Regions from separate parts of the Ovis aries genome. Here region 1 is linked to region 2. A link is a contact called in public Hi-C data. All regions are on one chromosome and are shown on one strand. The core of a region is the stretch at or near the end of the contact, and the rest is flanking DNA. Distances in the headings are between cores, read along the strand shown. Region 1 holds the start of MRPL21 (mitochondrial ribosomal protein L21). Region 2 overlaps CPT1A (carnitine palmitoyltransferase 1A).

Region 1 (7,106 bases), core at 1,888-4,387, 63 kb before region 2:
TCCAACAAGCGGGGGGCAAGAGGCCAGAAAGTCAAAATATGAACCCAACAAACCCTGTCATCATCAAATCAGGGCTGAGAGACTTTTCCAGAGAACGTGCAGTGCTTGGCGGTGCTGCTGTCTCCGTTTCCAGGTCTGATTGAAAACGAGAGTCCCAGGTGTGAGGTTAAGAAGCTTCTTCGAACTGCCCCTTCTTTCCAACAGGGCTGCCACAAGCTTAGCCAAAGTGTTCTTAGTACAAGGAAGGTCTGGGACTACATAGCTATGTACAACGAATCATCTGGTCCAGAGCTATGGGGAGGGAAGGCGGCGGGAGGTTCGAGAGAGAGAGGACATATGTATACCTATGGCTGATTCATGCTGATGTATGGCAGAAAGCAACACAACATTAGAAAGTAATTACCCTCCAATTAAAAATAAAACTTAAATATATATATATATATATATATATATATATATATATATATATACTGTGATATTATGGGGAAAAAAAAAAAAAAACAAGAAATGAGAGTCATGTGTAACCTTACGTTTCCTAGCAGCTACATTTGTGTGTTGTTGTGTGTGTGAGCTCAGTCATGTCTGACTCTTTGCAACCCCATGGACTGTAGCCTGCCAGGCTCCTCTGTTCATGGGATTTCTCAGGCAAGAATACTAGAGTGGGTTGCCATTTTCTTCTCCAGGGAATCTTCCCGACCCAGGGATCGAACCCATGTCTCCTGCTTTGGCAGGCTGGTTCCTTACCACTAAGTCACCTGGGAAGCCACATTAAACAACCAAAAAGAAACAGCTAATTTTACTAGTAGTTTATTTAACCCAATATATGAAAAATATTTTCATTTCAAAACATAATTGGTAGTCATAGAAATTACTCTCTTTTTTTTTAACAGTACTAAATCTTCAAAATCTCTTGTGCATTTTACATGAGCAGGAATCACCAGCCATATTTCAGGTGTTCAGCTGGTGTCTGCCTGTCTGGAGAGTGCTGATCTAACCTACCAGAAAACCTCGTAACTGCTGGATTTCTAAGCAAGAGTTCTCCACTGCAAAGCTTTATTCCCCAGCTGGTCCCATGTGACCAGATCTTTACAGCCCACATCTGAAGACTGCAATATTCAACGCACACCCTTGTCAACAAGGTACGGACCGGAAGTAAAGCTGTTACTGGGAAGAACAGCTGCAGACACACATCTCCTGGGCTCGAGGGTAATGAGCAGCCGTCCGTACAGCCCGGTCCGCTGGCTGGATACCTGCAGCTTCAGCAAACAGACGCCTCGGTTCTGGAGTTCCTTCAGAGAGACATTTTCCTGCCAGGATCTGGGAAACACCCAATGTTGAGACTTCAGTATTTATATTTTACCAGTTTTTACTTCCAAACATGCAGGAGGAACAGAGGAAGTCTATGCACGGGAAACTCCAAACCTGCCTCCTCTCAAACCTGTTCCTCCTACAGACCCCCATGCCCTCCTCACAGCGCCCGCACTCACCTTTGCCTTCTCTCCTGGGCCCTTTGAGTCACTGTCCCACCAGGGCCCCCCATTTGCACCCAGAATCCACCCCTGCACCCTCACTGCCAAGGGCCATCCTCTGCCCAAGAATATAGGATAAGAGGGACCCCTCTGGCCATTCAGCAGTGAAGACTGTGCTTCCAATTCAGGAGGCACAGGTTCAATCCCCAGTTGGGGAATTAAGATCCCACATGCAGCTCGTCACACGCACACACGCACACACACGCACACACGCACTATAACACAAGCTTCTTCCCCAGGCCCTTCTCAATCGGACCCCTGTGCATCTTTCCACGGGTGCTTACTCTGTACTACGGACGGTGCTGAGCCCTTGACTTTTAGATCACTGCATTCCCACCTCACTGGTTTGCTGTAAGGATGATCTCATTCTACAGACAAGATGACTAAGGCTGCAAAGTCACCCAGCCATAAATGATGGGGCGCGGATCCCACTGAGGGCAACAGGACTCCCAACTCTCAACCATCATAATCAAAAACTTCTAAATCAAATCCTCTCCACGAAGGCAGCACAGTGGTTGAGTACAAACTCTAGCATCAGCCCGCGTGACCCCAAATCCTGGTTCACCCTGTGTTACCTGGGGCAAGTGACTTAACTTCTCTGTTCCAGCCTGCTTAGACCTAAGATGAGAATCGGTTACCGCAGTAACCAATTTCGCAGAGCTGATGTGAGGTTTAAAGCGACTGATGCCTATGGAGTGTTTTTACACCCCTCAATAAATGTCAGCTCTCAGTTTCAGCCTTTGGGGTGAAAGCCCGACGTTTTCAGGGCTCCAGCTCTGGCTGCAGGGGTGCGCTGCTTTCCCACATCTCCTCCAGGAAACTCCTCCCCGCAAACTCTTTAACCCTTATTTTTCTGCAAGCTGTGCTCAAGCACCACCGCCTCCAGGAAGCCATCCGCCACTAAGGCTCCGCAGGGTCGGCGGTCCTGCTCCCACCCCCCTCCACAGCACTCGGCCTGCACACACAGCTCAGCACCTGTCAGGCTGGAAGCGGGCCCTTCCGCTCACACCGGTCGCCCGGGGCCCATTATCAACGACTGCATCTCATTCGAGGCCCGGCAAGGAACAGGCGCAAACACTAACGGGGGAACACGATGGGGATGGAAGTGGGGAGACAGGCTGGGCCCACGGGGCAAAGTTCAGAGGGGCACTTCAGGGGGAGAAGACCCTCCCAAGGTGGGTCCCCAAAACGGAACGGGCCGCCCCGGAGGGGGAAGAGGCTTCCATCCTTGGAGGCGGCCGAGCCCCCTTCACAGTCAGGAGGGCAAATCCCGGCCCTAAGCTTGTCAGGCCGAGCCCCCGGAGGCTTCATCTGTGTGGTCTCAGCTGGGAGAGGGGGGGACCCTGGGGGAGACGCCGGGCCGACCCCGAGAGGCCCGGGCCGGCGGCCGTACCTGCGCTCCTCGACCTCCGCGTCTCGCTCGAGCTCCAGCAGTTCCAACTGCTTGGTCACGAAGCTCTCCACAGGTGTCGAGGCCATGGCCGCAGGCCGGCCCGGGCCCAGAGCCGCTGAGGTCCGGCTGCCGCGCGCGGCGCTGCTCCCGGCCGGACCCGGTGCGTCGACGCACCAGGCTCGCACCACTTCCGCTTCCGCTCTCGGCGGAGGCTGCGGGAAGATGGCGGCGGCCGTGGCAGCCAGGGCCCTGCCGGTCACCTTCGGGCGGCTGGCGTCTGCATGCAGCCGCAGCGTCCTGAGAGCGTCGGGACCCGGAGCCGGTGAGGCCCGCCCCGCGGGGTGAACGGAGGAAGCTGGGCACACGGGGCGCCCTGCCACGTGGGTCTGCGTCTGACCGGTGTTAATCGCTTTTTTTGATGGCGGTGATTACCGGTCGTGGAAACCCTGGGTTCAGACCCTGGTTCCTTTAGTTAATAGCTTAAATATTGGTGATAGCTCGCCATCTTCCGTATACGCTCCATTTAAGTTGGGGAGCAACCTGAGGCTCAGAATGGTTAGGTAACTTGTCCTTGGTCGTACAGCAGGGAAGTGGGAGAGGACTGAATCAGACAGCTTGGCCCGGCTCCAAAGCCTATGCTTTAACCATCACTCCCCAGGCTGCAAGCCACTCTTTAAGCTTCCTTGTCCTCATCTGGAAAATGGTGGTGAATGTCCTTGCCCAGAGGTAACCAGTCCAGCAAAAGCTACACCTGTATTTTAGGCACTGAGTTGTCATGAAGCTCAGCAAGGTTTTGTTGGTCAAAAACACTATAAACCTCTCCTCAAAATGTTTGGAGTGTATATTTGTGTGAAAGAATGTTTATGTATGTAGAGACGTTTTCCCTTGTTTAGGTATGATAATGATGTTGTGGTTATGTTTGTTTGTTTTTAAGATGCTTTCTTTCGTAGAAGTCACCCTGACAATTGCTTAAAAATACACCACAGTGTTGGAGCAGAGACATTGTGAATGAGTCAGGCTTGGCTATGAGTTGATGACTGTTGAGTCTAGGAAGAGATACAGGAGGACTCCCTATTCTCTTGACTTTTGTGTGCTTATCATTTTCCATAATGAAACTTGGGTTTAAGCAGGCAGGGAAGTTTTTATAAAAAGCGGTGGGACTTACTTTGTTCTACCAACAGAGACCTACCTCTAGAATGCTGTGCTCAATTCCCACCCCCGCCACCCCCGTTTTCAGATAGAAACACAGGTGAAGTGAGCTGAGTAAAGAGAGGGCGACCAAAACGGTGAAGAGGCAGGATCTTGAAGAGTCAGTGAAGGAAACGGGGCGGACACCATCACAGTTCACAGGGACTGAAGGATGGTCCTGGGGGACAGGAGGGTGCACACTTGTTCCCAGTGAGGTCGGAGCGAAGCTAAGGCCATAGGCAGGAATGACAGGGAGGCAGATCAGGTGCAGGAAGTTTCTGAGCTTTCACCAGGGAGATGGCTCCCAGCCGCGCTCAGTCTGTTGGTTGTATCCGACTCTTTGTGACCCCATGGACTATAGCCCGCCAGGCTTCCCTATGGGAGTTTTCAGGCAAGAATACCACAGTGGCTTGCCATCTCCTCCTCTGGGGGATCTACTTGACCCAGGGACCGAACCTGCATCTCCTGCACTGACAGGCAGATTCTTTACTACTGAGCCACCTGGCTTTCAAGAGAGGCCAATCGTGAGTTCCCAACTGTGGGGTATTCCGCAGGGGCTTCATTTGATGGCTTAGAAGAGATTTCATTCATTCATTCATTTGCCATTTATTGGGCATCCATTACAAGTCAGAGTCTGGTCCAGGATGGTGAATACATCAGTTAAATTCGTAAAACAAACCCCTGTTTTTACGGACGGAGCTCACATTCTAACGGGGGGAGGCGTTTGCAGAGAGATGAGCAATTTTATGCAGAAGCAAATTACATAGTATGTTTGAAGCCTAAGAAGAAGCAAATTACGTAGCAGGTCCAAAGCTGGTAAGTCTTATGGAGAAAAATAAAGCACGAGTTGGGAGGAAAGTGTTCAATTTTAAATAGGATGGTTGGGGGAGCCTTCTCTAGTGAGATGGTGTTTCAGTGGAGACCCAGAGGAAATAGGGGATTAAACTACGGGGCCTCCTGGGGTTGGGGTTGTCCCGAGGACGAGCAGTCAAGGCATAGGCCATTGTACTTGGCATCTTCCAGGAATAACCAGGAGGCCCGAATGGCAGGTGTGCGGGAACAAGGGGAAACTCATGAGGCAAGGCCCAGAGAGATGGGGTCACACTACCAGCTGCCCTGCTGGCCACTGTGAAGACTGCCTTTTTCTCAGAATGAAATGGGGTGCTCTTGGAGGGTTACCCTAAATAGTAACCTGGTCTGTCCTCAGTTTTTCTGGTTTTGGGGGGATTTTTGCCCACCCTGCACGGTATATGGGATCTTAGTTCCCTAACCAGGTATCGAACCTGTGCCCCCTGCAGTGAAAAGTGAAGTCGTAACCTCTTGACCACCAGGGAAGTCCCCTGCCTTCTAGCTGCTGTGCAGAGAGAGAGGCAAGGGTGAGAGCAGGGTATCAGTTACAAGCCAGGCAGCCTGGCTGATTGAAGTGGTCAGAGCCTGGATGTCTCAAAAAGAGGCAGGGGATTTGCTGACAGGTTCGTGGCTGTGGGGTGTGAGAGAGAAAAGTCATAAATGACTGAGGCTTTTGGCCTGAGCAGCTGGAAGGGTGAAGTCGCCATCATGTGAGTTGTGGAGGGGTGTGGGAGAAGCAGGCGGGAGGGGCAGATCAGGAGCCTTTGTTAGGTTCTGAGACAGGTGACGACCAGGTGATATCAGCAGACAGGCCTGTCGTGTCTGAGTCCAGGCTACAGGTGTCCACTTGGGAGTCAGGGTTGTGCAGATGACGCTGAAATCCATTCAAACAGATGTAATCCCAGAGGAAAGGCCATACATAAAGAAGAGGTAAGAACCAGGTTTTAGGGCAGCCCACTCCAGCCTTCTTGCCTGGAGAATCCCATGGACAGAGGAGCCTGACGGGCTGCAGTCCATGCGGCCACAAAGAGTGGGACACGACTGAGCACAAAGACCCGGGTCTAGATCGCAAGCACACCGAGATGGTGGAGGGCAGGAAAAACCAACTCAGGAGACCAGGAATTGGGAGCAGCTGCTAGTGAGTGAGCTTTAAAAGAGTCAACTTTATGGCATACAAATTATAGCTCAGTTGAAAAACCAACAGTAGTTATTGAGAGATCGGCCCTCTGCTTCTAGCACCTAAGCATGGCGCGTTTTGTTTCTGGGCCCTTCTCAGCAGGCTGTGGGTGCCTTTGTCCCTAGGTGTATTATTATCTGATGCCGTGTCCTGAGTTACCCTAAACCCAGCAGCTTAAGATAACATGTACTGTGTCACCCATCGCTGAGGGTCAGGATGCAGGCAGCTGAGCTGGCTCCCCGTCTCGTTAGATTCAAGTCAGGCTGTTTCAGGTTAAGAATCAGCAGGGCCGGCAGAAGCTGCTTCCTGGCTTCCCCAGACCGGGAAGCCTGGTGTGCAGCAGTCCATGGGGTTGCAGAGAGTCGGACATGACTGAGCCACTGACCTGAACTGGGAAGGTGGGATCCCAGGGGCCTCCCTGGGCCGCTCACAGCACAGTGGTCCTGCTGCAGTGAGGACGCCAGGCGGGCAGCTGCCCTCTGATCACCTCCTCTGGAGGGGCTGGCCTGTCACTCCTGCCGTACGCTCTTTGTCACTGAGAGCCGCTCCCTTGGAGGGGGGAGCAGGGCTCAGGGCTCCGAGAGCCCCAGGAGGGGTGTCTTGGAGGCTGCTCTCACTCGGGTGCCAAACGGGCCTCAACTTGGGCACTTGGCATGAAGGAATGAGTTAGCAGGTAGATGATTCGGTTTCAGGCCTGTCTCGATGGTGTGATGAAGGCCCCTTGATGCTTACGGTAATAGCCGGTAGCTGTGAGTGAGTGATGGCCTTGGTTCTCTTTCTGGGCGCTTCTGTAGGTGTGTTGTGATGGTTTGAGTCGGGTACCAGCCACACTAGCAGCACCTGTGCGTTGAGCATCATAAGGGGCAGTTTGTGTTTCGTCCTAGTAACCAAGTGTGTCTCTCTTGTTCCTCAGCTTCCCTGTGGTCCGCTTCTCAGAGGTTCAGTTCGCAGAGTGCTTCATCTCCACAAG
Region 2 (7,542 bases), core at 3,088-5,587:
TGGCTCATCGGTAAAGAACCCGCCTGCCAATGCAAGAGGTACCAGTTCAATCCCTCAGTCGGGAACATGCCCTATAGAAGGAAATGGCCACCCACTCCAGTATTCTTGCCTGGGAAATCCTGTGGACAGAGGGGGCAGGCAGGCCACAGTCCTTGGGGTCGCAAAGAGTCAGACACGACTTAGTGACTAAGCAAACAGCAACCACAACAAGGGATTTTCTAAAGTCTGGTCAGCACTCACCATGTTCTGTTCACCCTTGTCATTCCAGGAGCTCGCTGACATGGCGGAAGCCCACCAAGCCGTCGCCTTCCAGTTCACAGTCACCCCGGATGGCATCGACCTCCGAATGAGCCATGAGGCCCTCAGGCAGATCTATCTGTCTGGACTTCATTCCTGGAAGAAGAAGTTCATCAGATTCAAGGTTTCCAGACACTTGCTTCAATCTGTCCAGTATTCGCTTTCCTATTTGAGAACTCCAGGTTCTATTGAAGTCTCAGTGTGTCCGTGATAATTGGCAGCTTGTGTATGTTTCCTGGTCCTTAAGGCCTGGGAGACAATTTCATATGTATTGGCTCACTGAATTCCTGGAGAAATTCTGTAAGGCAGACAGGGTGAATTGGGACCCTCTGGGCAGATGAGGAAATCGGGGTTCAGGGAAGTTAAGTGACCTTTGGGGTAGAAGGAGAATAAATGTCTCTAGCTCTGAGTCTGGGCCTCTCTACACTTCACAGGAAGAGGATTGTTTTCCATCCGTGTGAAACCACAGAGAGTTTCTGTAGCAGGCATCTCACTGATGAAATAGTCCACCACTGAAAAAGATGCACGTGAATGCGGATGCGGGCTTCCGAGGTGGCTCAGGGGCAGAGAGTCTGCCTGCCAGTGGAGGAGATGCAGGTTCATTTCCTGTGTCTGGAAGATCGCCTGGAGAAGGGAATTGGCTACCCACTCCAGTGTTCCCATCTGGAAGATCCCATAGGTAGAGGGGAGCCTGGCAGGCTCCAGTCCGTGGGGACGCGACACAGCTGAGTGGCTGCGCAGATGCAAAGTTCTCAGTTCTGTTTACCGGCAAGAGTGGACATTTATTCGCTGTTTTTAGCCATGTGTCTTGTTTTTTTAAATTTCACTGGAGTATAGTTGATTTATAGCGTTGCGTTCCTTTCAGGCGCGTAGCAAAGTGAGTCAGTTATACACATACAAACATCCACTCCTTTTCAGATAGTTCTCCCGGAGAGGCCGCAGAGTGACATTTTTTTAAAGTCTTCATTGAAATACTTTGTTACAACATGGCTTCTGCTTTATGTCTTTGGGTTTGGGGCTGGCGGCCCCTGGGGGATCTTAATTCCCCGACCAGGGATGAAACTCGCTCCTACTGTATTGGAAGGTGAAGTCTTAACCACTGGATGGCCGGGGAACTCCGATGTGTCTTATTTTTAATTCATTTTATTTTAAAAATCACAGCAGTCGTGAATATGCACATACTCTTCGCTGGAAACTTCCTCAGTTTTGCTGTTCGGGGAGATAAGTGCTGGGAAAAGTCCCCAGGGTTCTCTTTTCTCACTGCCAGTAATAATAGATCCTCCTTCTCCTAAAAAATGAAAGTCACAGAAGGACAAATGCATGTTTAAAAAAATTCAAGCAAGTTGAAAGTGTATCAAAAGTGTCCGCTCCACATTCCTGAGCAAAACTGGGTTTGTTGTCCAGTTTTCCTTTCCGAGGGCAGCTCAGAGGAGGGCTGTTGAGAAAGGCCTGGAGCTGGAGTGGGTGAGAGCAATGGCCAGGCCTGGCCTGGTGGGACAGCTGTCCCCTGGCTCTATTGGAGGGTCCTGGGGCCCAGCTTCAGCTCAGTCCAGTCCAGTCGCCCGGTCACGTCCGACTCTGCGACCCCATGGACTGCAGCATGCCAGGCCTCCCTGTCCATCACCAACTCCCAGGGCTTGCTCAAACTCATGTCCATTGAGTCGGTGATGCCATCCAACCATCTCATCATCTGTCGTCCCCTTCTCCTCCTGCCTTCAATCTTTCCCAGCACCAAGGTCTTTTCTAATGAGTCAGCTCTTCGCATCAGGTACATAGTCTTTTGCCTGAGACCCCAGCTGCTGTGACCCACTCAGAGTGGAGGAGGGCGCCACCTGCAGAGAGAAGTGCCCTCTGTGCTCCTGACCTTGGGAGCCTCCTTGTACCTTCCTGACCCCGTGGTTTTCTAGGGGACCTAGAGACAGGGGTAGGGGGTGGGGCCAAGGCTGGCAGAGCTGCTGCAGGGTGGGAAGTGTGATGAGTGGAGGCTGTTTATCTAGAACCTTCTTTCCCCTGTTATCATTTAATGTGTCTGTTTATTTTATAAGAACATTTCAGAGAACTTCGGAGAACACCAGAAGGCACCCCCCTCCCTGCCCCTGCCCCTCACCCGCAACCACTTTGTTTAAAATCTTCCATACCTCTCAATAATGAGAATAACATGGTAGTCTCTCCTAAGAGAATTCAGTAAAGCTTTGAGAATTTTTTTAATCCGTTATCTTGGTCAAATCAATCTCTTATTAACATGACTTCAGTATGAATTTTTTTTTAAATTATAAGTCTTGAAACATACACAAAAGTAAAATAATAAAGGCACACAGCTATAATAAAGTCACATCACTCATTTTCACAACTATCAACATTTTGCCGGCTTGGAGGTCCTATTTCTTCCTAACCCTTTTTCCTGCTACATTTTTTTTTTAAGGGGCTGCTGCGGGGCTTTGGCTGAAGCATCTTACGGGAGATTCTGGCCATGGAGTGAGGTCTCCTATAGCTATTAATACCTCCGGTTAAGCAGTGTCTGATTCAGGAGCAGCGAGAGGGGTGATCTGAGAGTGAGGGTCTTGGGGCATCCCGGACGCAGCAGGTTGTGGAGAGGACATCATGGTGGGCAAGGTGGCCAGTGTCCCTGAGTCAGTCTCAGGGGAGCTAAGGAATCCGTATGTTAACTTAAGGCTTCTAACTTAGGGTGATTCGAATGTCCTGGGGTCACTCTCCAGGGAGACGGTTTTAGAGAAGTTTCTGACTCAGGAGCTTCCCTGGTAGCTCAGTGGTAAAGACTCTGCCTGCCGATGCAGGAGACCCGGGTGTGATCCCTGGGTCGGGATGATCCCCTGGCAAAGGGAACCGCCACCAACTCCAGTATTCCTGGGGCACTGCTCACGGCGCTCCTGTCTGTTTCTAGAATGGCATCATCACCGGCGTGTACCCAGCGAGTCCCTCCAGTTGGCTCATCGTGGTTGTGGGCGTGATGTCGACCATGTACGCCAAGATTGACCCCTCTTTGGGAATAATCGCTAAGATCAATCGGACCCTGGACACGACGTGAGTAAGCCTCTCAAATCTCAAAGGGTCTAGGGAGTGACCCTTTTTTGTTGCTGCCATTTTTCTATCTTTTCAAACGGCATGGCGGTCTGTTCTGGATATTCTCTTTGAGGCTTTTGCTACAATTCTCACGACAGCTTTCTCCCCATGTCCTGGGGAGGTCCCCTGGGGAGTTTGGGGTCCCTTCTCACTCTTTCTCTGAAGCCCGGAGGTGTGAAGAGCAGCCTCTGTCCTGGGGTGCCTGCCAGTCCACTTAGCCTGGCCAGGGGGCCCTCAGAATGAATTTTGTCCCAGGCACTGGTTCGGGACATGGTGTCTTCCTTGTACAGGGGGCCAGCCTGGAGTTCTGGGACTCTGAGAGCTGACTGCTGTGGGGGGTTCTGGGGAGACTTCAGCTGCTCAGCTCCTTGTCTGAGTGACTTAGAATCTGGGTAGGGGGACCCCCAACACTCTATCCTAGTGACTGTAGTTTTCTAAGAGCTTGAAATAGGCTTAAAAAAAAAAAATATTGTGAGCTTTGGCCTGGAGAACCCTTTGGTTGATACTTTTCCTTCAAGGTATGTGGTGCCTGGGGTCTCGTGTGGGAATGCTGGCCGTGCCCTCGAGGGTCTTTGTGGAGCCTCTCTGATGTCCTTTCTTCCCTCCGGTCCTGGGGTGACCCTGTCTCCCGCTATCATCTCCTGCCCTGTGGCCCCTGCGCTGCAGTGACCTCTCTCACTGGGCTCTCTGATGTAAAGTGAGGAAACGCTCAAGCTTGCAGACTCCTGGGATTTCCCTAGGGGTCCAGTGGCTAAGACTCAACGCAGGGGGCCCAGGTTCAACCCCCAGTCAGGAAACTAGACCCCGCATGTTGCAACTAAGTGTTCCCATGCCACAAGTAAAGATCCCGCAGGCCACAGCAAAGATCAAAGATCCTGATTGCTGCAACTAAGACCTGTGCAGCCAAATAAATTCACAAGTAAATACTGAGAAAAAAAAGATGTGGATTCCTGCCAGAGTCATGGAGAGGAAGTGGGGAGGTTGGGCTCCAGACCCAGCTCTGCGCAGCACTTCGGACCCCTGTGCCCCGCTCAGCAGGCCCTGAACCTCCCCGCGGAGAACCTTCCTGCCAGACAAAGGCAGGGACAGCACCTCTGCCTCATCGGTGTTTGAGGGGCCCAGTGATGGGACCCGCACGGGGCTGAGCCTATCCCGCCCCTCCTCCATTACACTGTGATTGCAGCTCTGAAAGGCACATTTTTATTCTTTTGGCTGTGCCATAAGGCTTGTGGGATCTTAATTCCCCAACCAGGGATAGAACCCAGGCCCTCAGCAGTGAAAGTGCTGAGTCCTAGCCGCTGGACTGCAAGGGAATTCCCTTGGGATACCAGTTTCTCTTTTCTGGTGAAAAGGCCTAGTGCCTCCACCTTGGCTGTGTCTTGTCCCAAGCCAGACCTTTGATCCTGTTCATGGGTTGCTTGCTGACATCGGTGAACATTTTAGGTCTGTGACTGGAGAAATGATAATCCCCAAGTCCTTGTGCCATATTTGGGCTTTGCTTTTTGTTTTTTGTTTTTTTTTTTTTAAATTTTCTTCATTTTTTGACCGTTCCTCAGAGCAGGTGGGATCTTAGTTTCCCGACCAGGGATCAAACCTGCACCCCCTGCAGTGGCAGGGCAGAGTGTTAACCACTGGACCACCAGGGGATTCCTGAGCTTTGCTTTTGGGGCTGGGAGTTTTGTGAGGGAGGTGGGGGACAGACTGTAGCCCAGGTGTGTCCACCGGGTCTCTGGGCCATAGCTGCAGTGTTGGGGTTGGGCCCAAGATAAACAGATGAATTTCTGGGCCCTTTACTAAGTTGGTTGTTTGGAATTCAATATTGCCTTCGGAAAAGGACAGGAAAATAAAGTGGCAAAAGGCGACATGAAAGAAAGCTCACGGTTCAACACTGAGTTTGATTCTGATCACGGTCAAGAAAGGATTAAGCGCTTTTGGCGGAAAGGTCTGAATCTTCCCTGGTCTGGGCCGGTGCCCCTCGCTGCCGACAGCTGCTCCTTGTGCACCAGGCCCTGGGGTGCTTGGCAGCTAGTGCGGCGCTCTGAGTCACCCGCAGCCCCCAGCCACCTCAGAACCCCTGCTCACACCTCTGTCAGCATCTGCAAGGCCCTGGGTACAAACCCATCCCCGCAGGGAATGCACACCTGCGCTTCGCATCTGCCAGACTTCTTGGTCTGCCTGAGGGGCCGGGAGTCCCGACAGGGTCCCCGAGCAGGAGACTCCGTCTCTCTTTCATCACCTTGCCCATGTCTCCACCCTCTCTTTCCGGAGAGTCACAGGTCTGCCCCGCTATAGACAGCTCATCTCTATATCTCTGCCTGCTTGGGTTTAACACACTTTTTAATTTACCCTGGATGGCGGGCGGTCTCTTTACACTGGATTATATTTAGAAACGTCGGCTATTTAAAGCCCTTTCTAATCTGAGTCTTTATAAGATTTGTTTCTTCCTCCCTGTAAACCAATTGCAATAAACTGGGCCATCCTTGGCCCAGATTTAGAAAGACCAGGTTAACAGGCCAGCAGCTCCCAGGTCAAGGGTCAAGGACTGTTCTGCACACTCTTGCTGGAGAGGATCCCCAACACCCTGAAGTCGTGGCCTCCCCCAGAGCCCTGGGTAGGCCATCCGCTGCAGCCTTAGAAGGGCCACAACGTGTAACAGAATGCTTTTTTCGCTATAGTGCTTTCAGCCAAAGGGCCTACGGTATACATAGAGAAAAGGCCAAATGCATCATTTGCTCGTTGCTGTTCAGTTGCTCAGTCGTGTCCAGGCTTCCCTGTCCTTCACTGTTTTCCAGAGTTTGCTCAAACTCATGTCTGCTGAGTCACTGATGCCATCCAACCCATCTCGTTCTCTGCTGCCCCCTTCTCTTCCGGCCTTCAGTCTTTCCCAGCATCAGGGTCTTTTCTAGTGTCGGCTCTTCACACGAGGTGGCCAAAGCATTGGAGCTTCGGCTTCAGCATCAGTCCTTCCAATGAACACCCAGGACTGATCTCCTTTAGGGTGGACTGCTTTGATCTCCTTGCAGTCCAAGGGACTCTCAAGAGTCGTCCCTGATTCGATATATATATTCTACAAAATGATTACCACAAGTTTTGTTAACATCCATCACCCAGTACAGTTACAAACTAAAAAAAAAATTTTTTTTTAGATCTCATGTGTGAGACCATATAATATATGTCTTTCTTTTTTAACTTTTTTTTTTAATTGAAGTATAGTTAATATTCAATGTTGTGTTAGTTTCTGGTGTACAGCAAAATGATTCAGGAATGTGTATATATATATATACACACACATATATATAATATATATATACATATATATATAAGTTTTCTTTGTGAGTCTGTTTCTGTTTCATTAAAATAAAGTTCATTTGTATCATATTTCAAATTCCACATGTGAGTGATACCATCTGGAGTTTGTCTTTCTCTGTCTGACTTATTTCACTTGGTATAATGTCCTTAAGGCCCATTCATGTTGTCACAAATAACAGCATTTATTCTTTTTTTTTTTTTGCTAAATAATATTCCATTGTATCAATCGGTATTAATACCATCTCTTCTTTATCCATTCATTTGTCCATGGACACTTATGTTTCCATGTCTGGTCTGTTGTAAATAATGCTGTAGGGACCATGGAGTGATTTCATTTCCTTCAGATAAATACTCACAAGTGAAACTGTTGCCTCATATGGTAGTTCTTTTTTTTTTTTTTTTTTTTTGAGGAATCTCATATTGTTTTCCATAGTGACTGTATCAGTTTACATTCCCACCAACAGTGCATAAATGTCCCCTTTTTTCTCCACATCCTCACCAACATTTGCTACTTAAACTATTTTTATTTTGTGACTATTTTGTGGTTTTTCAAAACAACTGAAACTACAGCCCACAAGGGTGTATGAGTAGCTGTATTTCTTCTCATTTTATAAGTCCCATCTTTATCAGATCACTTTCCTATCTATATCACTTTCCCTAGCAAATGAAAATATTTTCTAGGTTTTTAAGTGATCATGTTACGGCATCAGTTTCTACATGTATTCATGATAAATGTTGCTACCCAGATCAAAACCAAGCTCTTTTGATATAAATAGTTGAAGTAATAGTTCTGTCAAGTGACCTGTGTTCCTTATGAGTCATGGTGAAATGCAAAGGTATGTTGAAGGGAAAAAC

Evidence for each region. A called contact is a pair of places that touch in the nucleus more often than the background predicts.
Region 1: a Hi-C map of liver shows a contact between it and region 2, with 2.4 times the contacts expected there. The contact joins the promoter of MRPL21 here to the enhancer-like site in region 2. A contact is called at or near these places in 12 of 16 Hi-C or Micro-C datasets (blood, liver, mesenteric adipose tissue and 5 more).

Annotation. Positions count from the first base shown.
Region 1 is chr21:42,650,288-42,657,393 of ARS-UI_Ramb_v3.0, reverse strand. MRPL21 (mitochondrial ribosomal protein L21) reads left to right here and starts at 3,137. Exons shown (of 7, transcript XM_027959395.3): 1 at 3,137-3,244; 2 at 7,050-7,106. The coding sequence starts at 3,145. It overlaps IGHMBP2 (immunoglobulin mu DNA binding protein 2), which reads right to left and starts at 3,059. Exons shown (of 15, transcript XM_042238100.1): 1 at 2,923-3,059; 2 at 1,148-1,317. The coding sequence starts at 3,008.
Region 2 is chr21:42,587,831-42,595,372 of ARS-UI_Ramb_v3.0, reverse strand. It overlaps CPT1A (carnitine palmitoyltransferase 1A), which reads left to right. Exons shown (of 19, transcript NM_001009414.1): 2 at 269-421; 3 at 3,200-3,339. The coding sequence starts at 281. Among named protein-coding and RNA genes, the nearest start is that of TRNAW-CCA, 7.9 kb to the left of the region's middle. Within about 2 kb of position 4,337, at least 1 of the 54 cell types and tissues checked has an H3K27ac peak or open chromatin away from gene starts, as enhancers often do. A contact at or near this core is called in liver, where this site is marked.